Linked DNA regions of Sus scrofa: region 1 is linked to region 2. The links are chromatin contacts, called in public HiChIP or PLAC-seq maps. All regions are on one chromosome and are shown on one strand. The core of a region is the stretch at or near the end of the contact, and the rest is flanking DNA. Distances in the headings are between cores, read along the strand shown.

The links. HiChIP or PLAC-seq counts read pairs in DNA pulled down with a chosen protein or histone mark.
Region 1: a contact with region 2 is called in an H3K27ac HiChIP or PLAC-seq map of skeletal muscle. The contact joins two enhancer-like sites. A contact is called at or near these places in 1 of 47 Hi-C or Micro-C datasets (epiblast stem cells) and 1 of 2 datasets of contacts at active chromatin or transcription factors (skeletal muscle).

What each region holds. Positions count from the first base shown.
Region 1 is chr2:3,892,662-3,897,607 of Sscrofa11.1, forward strand. It overlaps LOC110259227 (a long non-coding RNA gene), which reads right to left. Exons shown (of 5, transcript XR_002341412.1): 5 at 4,814-4,946. Among named protein-coding and RNA genes, the nearest start is that of TPCN2, 210 kb to the right of the region's middle. Within about 2 kb of position 1,855, at least 11 of the 83 cell types and tissues checked have an H3K27ac peak or open chromatin away from gene starts, as enhancers often do. A contact at or near this core is called in skeletal muscle, where this site is marked.
Region 2 is chr2:3,748,359-3,753,663 of Sscrofa11.1, forward strand. No RefSeq gene overlaps it. Among named protein-coding and RNA genes, the nearest start is that of CCND1, 120 kb to the left of the region's middle. Within about 2 kb of position 1,798, at least 19 of the 83 cell types and tissues checked have an H3K27ac peak or open chromatin away from gene starts, as enhancers often do. A contact at or near this core is called in skeletal muscle, where this site is marked.

The sequences.
Region 1 (4,946 bases), core at 605-3,104, 140 kb after region 2:
CAAGGCTTTCATGCCCATCAGCGCCACCTACTGGCTACTGAGGATAGGCCCCGGTAGTGTCCTGATGTGTCCCCATTTTAGAGAAGGGAGACCTAAGGCCAAAGGGGCCTAAGCGCCGCCAGCGAGGGAGAGGTGGAGGTGGCCTGAGGCCTCGGGGCTCCTGGCCTGCCGCTGCTCTCCAAAGAGCCCTTTCTGAGGAGCAGGTGGAAGGAGGTGGGTGCCCAGAGACCCACCACTACGGCCCACTGTGACATGCCCACAGTCCTAAATGCTTCCAGCACCACCATGCTCACCCCAGACTCAGTCGCACCAGAGCCTAGCTGTGGGTCAACAAAGGTCATTCCTTTGAGCCGTCTGCTTCTGTGACCCCCCCGCTTCTGTTCTTTCCAAGACCCCCTCGGCTGATTAATTAACCAAAAGCACTACTTTCCCTGCCAGCTTTGCCGACCATGAGCCGGAAGCCAAATAGGACACAGGGAAGGCCCCAGAGGATGACGGTAGCAGCCCTAAAGCTGGTGACTGTGGGCTCAGCCCGTGGAGGTTTGGGCCTCACCGCTGTCTGTCTGAGGCCATCAGGTGACCCTGGGCAATGGGCAGGACCAATGTGGGTTTTTAATCTTAAGATGTGTCACAAGGTACTCCAGGCCCTTGAGATAAAGCTCAATGGCTTCATCCAGGAGCTTTCGTGATTTTTCCTCCAAAGTGACTTCGTCTGAGATTCTAAAGCCAGGTCAGCACAGGCAGAGCACACGGACCAGCACCCTCCGTTTCTGGACTCACGACAGACAAAACGAATCAATGGTAGATTTTGCAATCCAGTAACCCAGGCAACGGATCCTTGGGGATGTTTGGGGTCTGAGGCTCTGTACTCGATGAGATGGCCACTCGGCTTTGTCATGAAGCCCCCTAGGGTCTGACTCTCCTCTCCAGCTCTGGAGCTGTGGCCGCTTTGGGCCAAGACAGTTGCAAGAGTGTAGAAACCAGTACAATCGGAGAATGAGGTAGCTGCCTACCTCTCTCTCTACCACACACACACACACACACACACACACACACACACGCACACACAGGAACGCAGGCAGAGCAAGGCCATGTGCGTCACAAAACATCTCGAGCAGAGTGGAATCATGGCCTCGTGGAGCAGGGCACCAGCCAGCCCCGTTTTAGGCCCTGACCTGGTGGCCAAGACAGTTCCTGGCACACGGAGGATACGCGGATTCAGCCTGGGGGGTGGAGGCACGCCTGCGGGTCCACACGCCTCTCAGAGCAGCCCTGGCCTCCCCAGCACTGTCCCCTGGCTGCATCAATGTCTCAGCTATCTTGTTCTACCCTGATTGTCATCTGTCCCCAGGAGTGATGGGGGCTGAGGGACAACGTTCCCATCAAACAGCTGCTGCGGTAAGGCCCGGAGAGGTTTCCCGGGAGTCCTTAAATGACCAGTGAGACGACATTGTAGACAAATGCAGAGTGAGTGATGGGGTGGGAAGAACGGGCCCTCTAAGGGGTCTTCCCCGCCCCCCAACCCTGCTCCTTCCTCAGGGAATTAATCTGTATCAAGAGAGGACCTAAGGAAATGGCCGTGTTTTAAAGGCCCCTGCTTAATGGTCCCTTTAATTAGAATGGGTCTCTATCGGTGTTTCTGCTGACCCGCAGGGGAGGGCGGCCTTGCCCGAGTGAGTGCCTGTGGACCCAGGAATTCCTGCAGCTCAGCTCTGCCCCCGCTCGTGGGCTCACTTAGCCGAGTTCAAAAGAATGGCTTTTTCTGCAGCAGCACAGCAGCCAGAGCTCCGAGTCACTCCCCTCGAGCCGGGCACCTCTGTGGGAACCTGGAGCCAGGACATTCCTAGGGAAGGAAGAATGTGCACGCGGGGACAGCTGGGTCCGGGCCAAGGCCAGTCGCCCAACAGGCTCGACAGGCAGAGTCTGAGCTCCAGGGAAGATGGACTCTGAGCCAAGGACAGGCATGTGGGCAGGGTGGCACCTGCCAGGAGGTGGTCCCGGGAGCTGGGCCGTGTTGGGAAATCTCGAGTGCGGGGAGCCCGGGGGAGGCGTCGAACCCCCAGCACAGGGCACGACCTTCCCAGGGCCCATTCTGTCGCAGGTGGGACCTTGAATTAGTCTGGCCGGGCGACGGAAATTCAAACCTCAGATCTGTACTCTGGCCATTCTCCGAGGGGGGCTTCTTGGTGGGTCTCCTCCAGCTTGGGTGAGAAGCTGGCCACGGGCAGTGCGGGCTGGAGGTCCCGGGGGACACGCCAGGTGTGCTGTCCCCGAGTCACCTGTGGGGATGCCAGTGGAGGCTCAGATACACAGACCTCAGGGGAGCAGGTTGAGTCCAGTTTGGAAGAGGCACGTTTGAGAAGCTCCCCCATCAGGAAAGACCACGTGGCCAGTTCTCCAGACCTAAGATGGGGAGAGGATGAAGCAAGCCATTCTTCCACAGCTGGGGGTGGGCAGGGGGGCAACCCCATCTTACAGACAGAGACACTGAGGCTCAGAGGCAGGGACACAGCCAGAAGGCTCTGGGAAACTTGATATGTGTCAGGCACACCCCCAGCCTCAGTGCATTCAATCCACCCCCCCCAGAGAATGATGGGAGCCATTCATATCCCCACGTTACAGATGGAGAAACTGAGTCACAGAGCAGTTCAGCGAGGTGCCCAAGGTCACCGAAGAAGCTCGAGGCTGACCTGAGTTTTATTCCCTGCCATCTGACCTCACAGCTTTGTGTTCTCACCTACAGGAAGCCTACTTCCCAACCCTCTCGCCCTCTCGCCAGGGTCAGTTGGAATCCCAGAGCCTCTAGCCCCCAGAGAAGTTCTCAGCACATATCTGAAATTACGCCCTGCGTGCAGCATGTTTGGGTCAATTTTCCCGCTGCTATCATTTTCACCGGCATTCCTGGGTGTAAGACGTCTCAGCTTGGCCCCGGGGGCTTATCAATGGAATTACCAGGTACGGAATGTGGGGACCCCCCCCCCGCAGCTTTATCTCAGAAGACAGGTGGTAATTACAGTATCCTGTGCGGCCAGGTTGAACCCACAGGACGGCCACCGCACCTGACCCCTGCCGAGCGGGAGCTGGGTCAGGCTGGGGTCAGGCCTTGGGGCTGGGTCGGATCAGGAAGTGTCTACACCCACCCCTGCGCACCCCACCATTCGAAGGACGGTCATGGCATTTGACCCCAGCAGCTACCCTGTGAGGGGGTCACCATCCACAGATGCAGAAGTGGGGGCTCAGGAGGACAAGGCACCTGCAGAGGCCACCCAGCCAGCAAGTGGCAGAAACAGGGCCCAGACCCAGACATCTGGACCTCAGTCAGTTCTTCCGTAAATACATCCTGAGTCAGGCTTATTCGGGGCCAAGTTCCAAGATAGGGCCTGGGAACAAGCAGATAAGGAAGACTTCACGCCTGACCCCGACAATCTCAGGGTCAGCAGAAAGGAACACAGAGAAAGCAACCATTCGCTGGGGAATATTACTCAGCCCCGAAGAGAAAGGACACGTTCTGACACATTCTCCAGCGTGGGTGGACCTGGAGGGACCCCGGTGCCGTGGAATGGGCCAGGTGCCTCCAAAAGGACGCATGTGACATACTCCCACTTATGTGAGGCCCCTCAAGGGGTCAAGGTCACGGATACAGCGAGTGGGAGGGTGGGGGTCGGGGGCTGGGAGAGTAGGTGGTGAGCAGTTGTTTTTGGATGGAGACAGAATTTCAGTTCAGGAAGAGGAAAAAATCCTGGAGATTGGCTGCAAAACAAAGCGAATGTCCTTCAATGCTACTCAGCTGGGCGCTTAAAAGAGGTTACGATGATAAAATCTATGTAGTTTGTATTTGATCACAATTTAAAAAAAAATTTTTTTTTTCTTTTTACAGCCACACCTGTGGCACATGGACGTTCCCAGGGATGGGGTCAAATCAGAGCTGTGGCTGCTGGCCTCCCCCTCAGACACAGCAAGGCCATTTGCAACCGACACCATAGCTCATGGCAACGCCAGATCCTTAACACACTAAGCGAGGCCAGGGATCGACCCCACATCCTCATGGATACTAGTCAGGTTCTTAACCCACTGAGCCACAATGGGAACTCCTAAAATATTTTAATAAAAAAAAAAATTTGCTTCATTCATTGGTTCCACAGCAATGACTGAACACCCACTTCAGCCCTAGACCAGGCACTGGGCCAGGTTAGTGTCTGGGGTATGTGTGTGTGTGGGGGGGCAGGGCATAAGAGGCTTGCAGGTGCTAACACCCCAAGGCGGGGTGGGGGGGTGGTCAGAGCTCCATGCAGGCAAACGTGGCTGCAGCAACAGTAACTGCTGCCCCGTGGCCCCGGGGATGCTGGGCACAGTGCAGGCCGCCTTCTGCTCAGTTCTCAGCACCGTTCTCAGAGGAGTAATGATGAGCCTGTCTTGTAAAGGAAGAAACCAGGGCTCATAAGAGACAGTGCACAATTCGAACCTCGTGGATTCGTTATCTCTTGCTGTGTAACAAACTGTCCCCACACCGCGTGGCTGGAAACAGCAAATACTTATTATCTCCCACGGTTTCTGTGGGCGAAGCCTCCAGGAGCTGCTGGACTGGGTGGTTCTGGGCCAGAATCTTTTAGGGGATGGTGGTCGAGCTGGCGGCTGGGGCTGCAGTTATCTGAAGGCTTGCCTGGGGCTGGAGGGCTCACCTCCAAGACCCCTCCTTCACCGGGCCGTTGGTGGCGGCCTCGGGACCCTGCCACATGGGCCTCTCCGCGGGGCTGCTTGAGCATTCTTGCAACGCAGTGGACACCTGACCCCAGAGCAAGTAGTTGAAGAGAGAGGCAGAAGACATAGCACCATTTATGACACCGTCTTGGGAGTCCCGTGCATCATTCCCGGGCATCTTCTGGCTACCAGGTGAGCACCGTTCAAGGTGAAGAAGCCGGCTCCTCAGGGAGTGCACACCAACAGGT
Region 2 (5,305 bases), core at 548-3,047:
GCCCCGTACTTGGCAGGCCGGGAGCGGGGCCAAGGCGGCAGGCTCTTTAGAGGGGCAGGTGGCAGGTGCATTACATAGGGAACTTACACGTGAGCCTTGTCTGAGGTGCCACAAGACAGGGAGACAGCCGCGGCCACCCGCCCCGTCTTGATGTTTGTGGAGAGGTCTGGCCGGGCTTCGGTCCCGCACACCGGTCAGATGGTCCCAGCGCCACCTTGCTCTCTCAAGGCCACGTCCCTGGAACAGTTCCCGCTGTGGGGCTGGTGGGCGGAACGGACGTTCCGAGGACAGGGGATGGAGGAGCCCCTGGTGCTCCGATGCCCGGGGCCTGCTCGAGGGTCAGCGGGCGGTCACGTCCCCTTGATCACCTCCCCCAACAGAGGCCGGCGTCCCCGTGGCAGCCACGGCGGGTTCACACCCGTTAGCTGTGTGTTCCCAGCACCGGAGCCCTGATGGGTTAGCGAGGTGATCGCCCCGACAGGCCGCACAACGTGCCATTGTGCTCGGGTCCACTCGGGCGGGTTCATTAACCGCCTCTGCCCGGGTGGCCCTGTGGGCCCACAGGACGCCGATGCCGGGCTTTCTGCAGGGTTGGACAAAAGCCCCTTCTCTGTGCCCTCCTGCGGCCCTGGGGGAAGCCGTGGGTGCCTGCACACCTTGGGGGCCGCCGGAGCAGCCCGGCCGCTTTCCCGCGTGGCCGGCTGCTGCCTGCAAGGCCCGGGCTTGTGGTTCCAGGCGGCTCCAGCACCTGCTGGCCGGGCCTTGGGTCAGGAAGCGCTGAATCTCAATATGCATCCTCCTCCCCGCCCCCCTAGAGGCCCGGTTCTCCCGCGTGAGGCAGGCCCCCGGGGCGCTGAGAGGTCCTGCTTGGGAAAGCCCTCTTGGCCAGGGGAACACGGGTCAGGGCGGGCACGGGGCTCTGTGACGCTCACAAGCAGAGCGTCCTGCGAGGAGAGACCGGGGCAGCATTGATGGGGGTGGGGCCCGGGAAGACCCTCACTCTGGCCCTGGGCAGAGGCTGAAGCCTCAGTCTCCCCCACCTCCATCTCTAAGGCCTTTCTGTCCTGACCCTCGAAGGGACCTCGGAAGGCCAAGGGCATAGCTGGTGGTGGGGCTGTCTGTGTGGGGGAGGGGCCCAGGAGCGGGAGGGCCTCTGCTAACACTCCCTCTGGACCTCCATTCCACCCCTGGCTCCCCTGAGCCACAAGGCCCCCTTAGGGGGCCCAGGAGGCCTGGCACCTTGACCCGTGTGCAGGGGGACCCTGCAAGGAGACCACCAGGGCCAGCACGCATGGGAGGACAGAGGGCAAAGCCGACAGTGCCCCGCCCATGTGGGTCTCGACCTCGCATCCCGCAGAGGGCGAGGGAGGCCCAGAGAGGTGAGTGGCCCCTGAGGGACGAGGCCGACGTGGTGGGGACATCTCTGCGCTCAGGACAGCTTGGCTGCCCCTCACGCTCCCTCGCCGTGGCCCCGCTCCCCCCGCCGTCCCCACTGCTCCCACGGGTTCCTGCCTGGTCCCTCTCCCTCCTCCGCTGGCCTCGCTTCTTCTCCTCCTCTCTGCCCGGCTCCAAGTGCCACACCCAAGCCTCGGGGACCCGGCGCGGCCTCCAGCATTCCTGCCCTGTTTTCACTTAGGGAGCGTCCCCCAAAATACCCAGCCTGCTGGAGGCGGCAGCAGCCTCGGAGGCCCCCTGGGAACGCACTTGAAAGCCTTGGCCCGGCCGGGGCCTCCAGTGCCGCCAAACCAAGCGGCTGGCAGGAGGGCGTTCCAGGGATGAGCAGAGGCGGCCGGCCGGGCCAGGACCCACCAGCGCGGCTTCTCGGCTTAGGCGGAGGCGGAGGCGGCTGCTCTGAGGCCGGGAGGGAGACCTCAGGAATGCGGCGTCGCAGTGCTGACACTTACATTTTCCTGCCGCCTGGCTCCCAGCTTGTGGGGACAGCAGGGCAGGGCCGGGGGTGGGGGGTGGGGGGGATGCAGATCCTGGGGGGGACACAGCCTGCAGAGGTCCTGGGCTGGCTGGAGTGGGGAGCCTGGCCATGGACCCCAGGCTTCCCACCCGCCATGGGGGCTTGTGAAGCCCCTCGGATGGGCTGGAGCAGCCCCCGGCCCCGCAGACTGTCCCCTCCCTCCTCATCCTCGGGGACCTTTGACAGGATGGCCCGATGCTTCTCCGGGCTGGTGGGCAGCTGGGCCCTGGGGAGCTGGGCGAACTCGGGCGGAGCTTGGAGGCCGAGGCTGGTCCAGCATCCGCTCTGAGATGGTCTGAGCATTTCTTCCCAAAGCTGTGTCACCACCTGAGTCACTGGGTGTGATGGTCACATCCCGGCAGCCGACGGAGGTGACCCAGGGGTCCTCCAGGCCTAGAGTGAGCCCTGACCGTGGCCTGGGAGGCCCGGGCTATGTCGCTTTGAGCAGAGCCCCCCCCCAGGCCTCGGTTTCCCCATCTGTCAGGTGGGGGGACTGTCTCGGTGGCTAAGAAAGGGGAACCTGGGGAGGCTCCTGACGCCTCTGGGATCTCAGAGGGGACCACCCTGATGCAGGGGTCCTGGTGAGCTCCCCACTGAGGCTGAGGATGTAGGCTGAATCTAAAGAGAGGGCTCCCTGCAGCCTGTGGCCATCAGGCTGGTCCAGGAGAGCCCCGACAGCTTCAGGGAGCAGAGCGGCAGCACACAGCCCGAGAGGGGGACCCCGCTGGCCCTGTGGCCTGCTCGCAGACGCCAGCTCGCCTCCTGACCTCAAATATTGGCTCTGGCAGGCGGAGGGGTCAGCAGTGTGGACTGGGCAGCGGGCGCCAGCCAGTCTGCTGCCGGGTCACCTGGTAGAGGTGCCGCGGGAGTCAGCCGCGCCCCCTGGGGACATCTCTGCAGGAGGCCAGAGTCTGCAGCCAAAACCTCCCCACCTCCCTGCCCCTGCAGCCCCCCGCAGCCCCCTCCAAGGGTCCCACCTCGTCAGCAGGGACCTGGGGCGAGGGGTGGAGACCCCTCTGGTGCCTCTGGCGCCCAGGATAAATATTTGTCAAATGAATGTTATTGAAGTCCAGTGGGTCAGCAATACCACCCGTCCCAACACCAGGAACTCCCTGGCTCCCAGCTCGTTGGCTCTGCTGTCCAGCTGACCTTGACAGCAGGACAGAGGAGCGCAGGGGCCTGGAACCTCACGGGTCTGGTCGGATTCCCAACTGTATCATGTTCTGGGTGGCCTCCAAGAAGTCTGACCGCTCCGACCCTTTTTTTTCCTCTGTGAACGGGGATCCATCCTACTGCCTATGTGCTGGGCGGCCAAGGAAGCCCTGGCATCTGTGAGAGCGGTGCCTGGCTCAGGGGACCTGCCGTGAAAGCTCCTGTGCTATCCCCTACCTTGAGAGCACACAGCCAGCTCAGGACAGGACAGGGGCTCCAAGATTTGGGCACAACCCTCTTTCTTTAGACAAGATGGGGACACAAATCCCTGTAAATCACACACAGTAGGCGACACTTCCCACTTAGCACAGAGGATCTGGCTGTGCCCTTGGGCAGTAGGGAAGGCTTCTAGGAGGAGGTGACCTGTCGGTGGCCCTGAGGGCAGGCTTTGACCCAGCGGATCAAGGACAATGAAAGCACAGACTGGGGAGGCTCCTGGAGCCCTGGGACCTGCTCCCGGCCACACCTCCCGCCACGCCTCCTGTCTTCCTGAGTTCACCTTAGGTGAACACCCCAGGGAGGCTGGGGTCTGCCACTTCATCCTTCAGTGGGGACGATGGTCAGGTCACTCTTTCAATGTATTGATTAACGTGGTTTGATCGATTGGTTTCTTCATGCATTCATTTCATGCATTCATTCCTCAATGAGTTTGCATAGAGAGTAAAACTCTGCGGCAAACGGGCAAGAAGCAGGTGCTTGGGGTTCTGGCCTGGGGGTGGCCCCCCGGGGCCCTTGGGAGGGTGGCTCTCACCGGCCCCTCCTTCTACACACAGATACTGGGGCCTCAGGCCAGTTCCCTGCCTTCCGGGAGCCTTGGGGTCCCCATCACTGGGCGGCTAGAAGGGCAGCCCGGCTCTGGGGCTTGGTTACCTCCAAGAATGGGGTGCCATCACCTGGCCCAGCATGGGTCCCCACAAGCTCATGGGTAACGAGGGGCCACATCATTCGGAGACTTTCCTTCCACCCCAAGGGCTGCAGAACACAGGCCACACCCCGAGAGCACCCCCCACGTCCCTGGAGCCCAAAGAGAGTTGGGTCACAGCAAGCACATGGGTGTCTGGTGTCCCCTCCCTGTGAGCTTGGGGGCCTGAGGCCCAGAGAGGGGCTGCGCCGAGCCCTGGCCTGCCTGCCTGCCCTCGTGGGGCCCTGGGCTCGGCCGCCCCAGACAAAGGCCCTTCTTTGAAGCGCCTCAGACGGAGCCCTGGTTTCCGGCCCCACCAGGAAAGCACCCGCAGCTGTCCTCATCTGCTGCCCCGCCGCCAGCCGCCTGCGCCTTGGTTCATTGTCAGCTTCCTTGCCAGAAATACGCTTGAACAAATGCTGTAAACGAATGGAACAAGAACAATCGCGGACCAACACGCTCGGATTTCTCTCTAATCTGCCTCAAACGGGGTACGGCTGGGGCTGCCTGCTGAGGGCTGAGGCCGGGGGCAGCCCTGCCCGGCGGATCCCCCAGGGGCCCCGGCTCCTCCCTGCCTCTGGACCCCCAGGGCCCCTCTCCAAGGCCACGGACGAGCCCCAGGGCCCCCCGAGGGGGCTCCCGGAGAGCAGGAGCGAGAGTGAGAGCTCGGGGACTTTCCCACGGAGGCAGTTTCTTGGTTTATTTAACAAAAGTGGACCTGGTGCCGACATCGTACCTGACAAACCTTGGCCTCTCCTTCCTCACAAAACCGGCAATGTGGGGACCATCCTTATCCCTTTTTATAGAGAAGGAAGCTGAGGCACAGAGAGGCTGGGTAAGAGGCCCAAGGACACACAGCTAATGAGTGCAGGAGCTGGGATTCCACCCGAGGCCATGGACCTCAGAGCACCTGTCCTGCTAGAGGGATGCCTGGGGAGAGGGGCTCATGAGCCTGAGAGCTGACAGACGAATGAAGGGTCCTTCAAACCATGGCCACAAATGACTCCCCCACCTACCCCCGCACCAGCGGCCGGAGGCTGGCGGTGTGTCTGCTGGAATGTGGGGGCGCCATCAGAATCAAGGTCTTCTCCCTCCACGGATCTCAATGGTGTGGGATACTTGCCGACACTTGGGTCTCAGGTTCCAGCCTCCAGGACTGGGTGATGACACATTTCTCATTCTCAGCTGTCTGCCTCTGGTCCTTTTGGTGACAGCAGCCACAA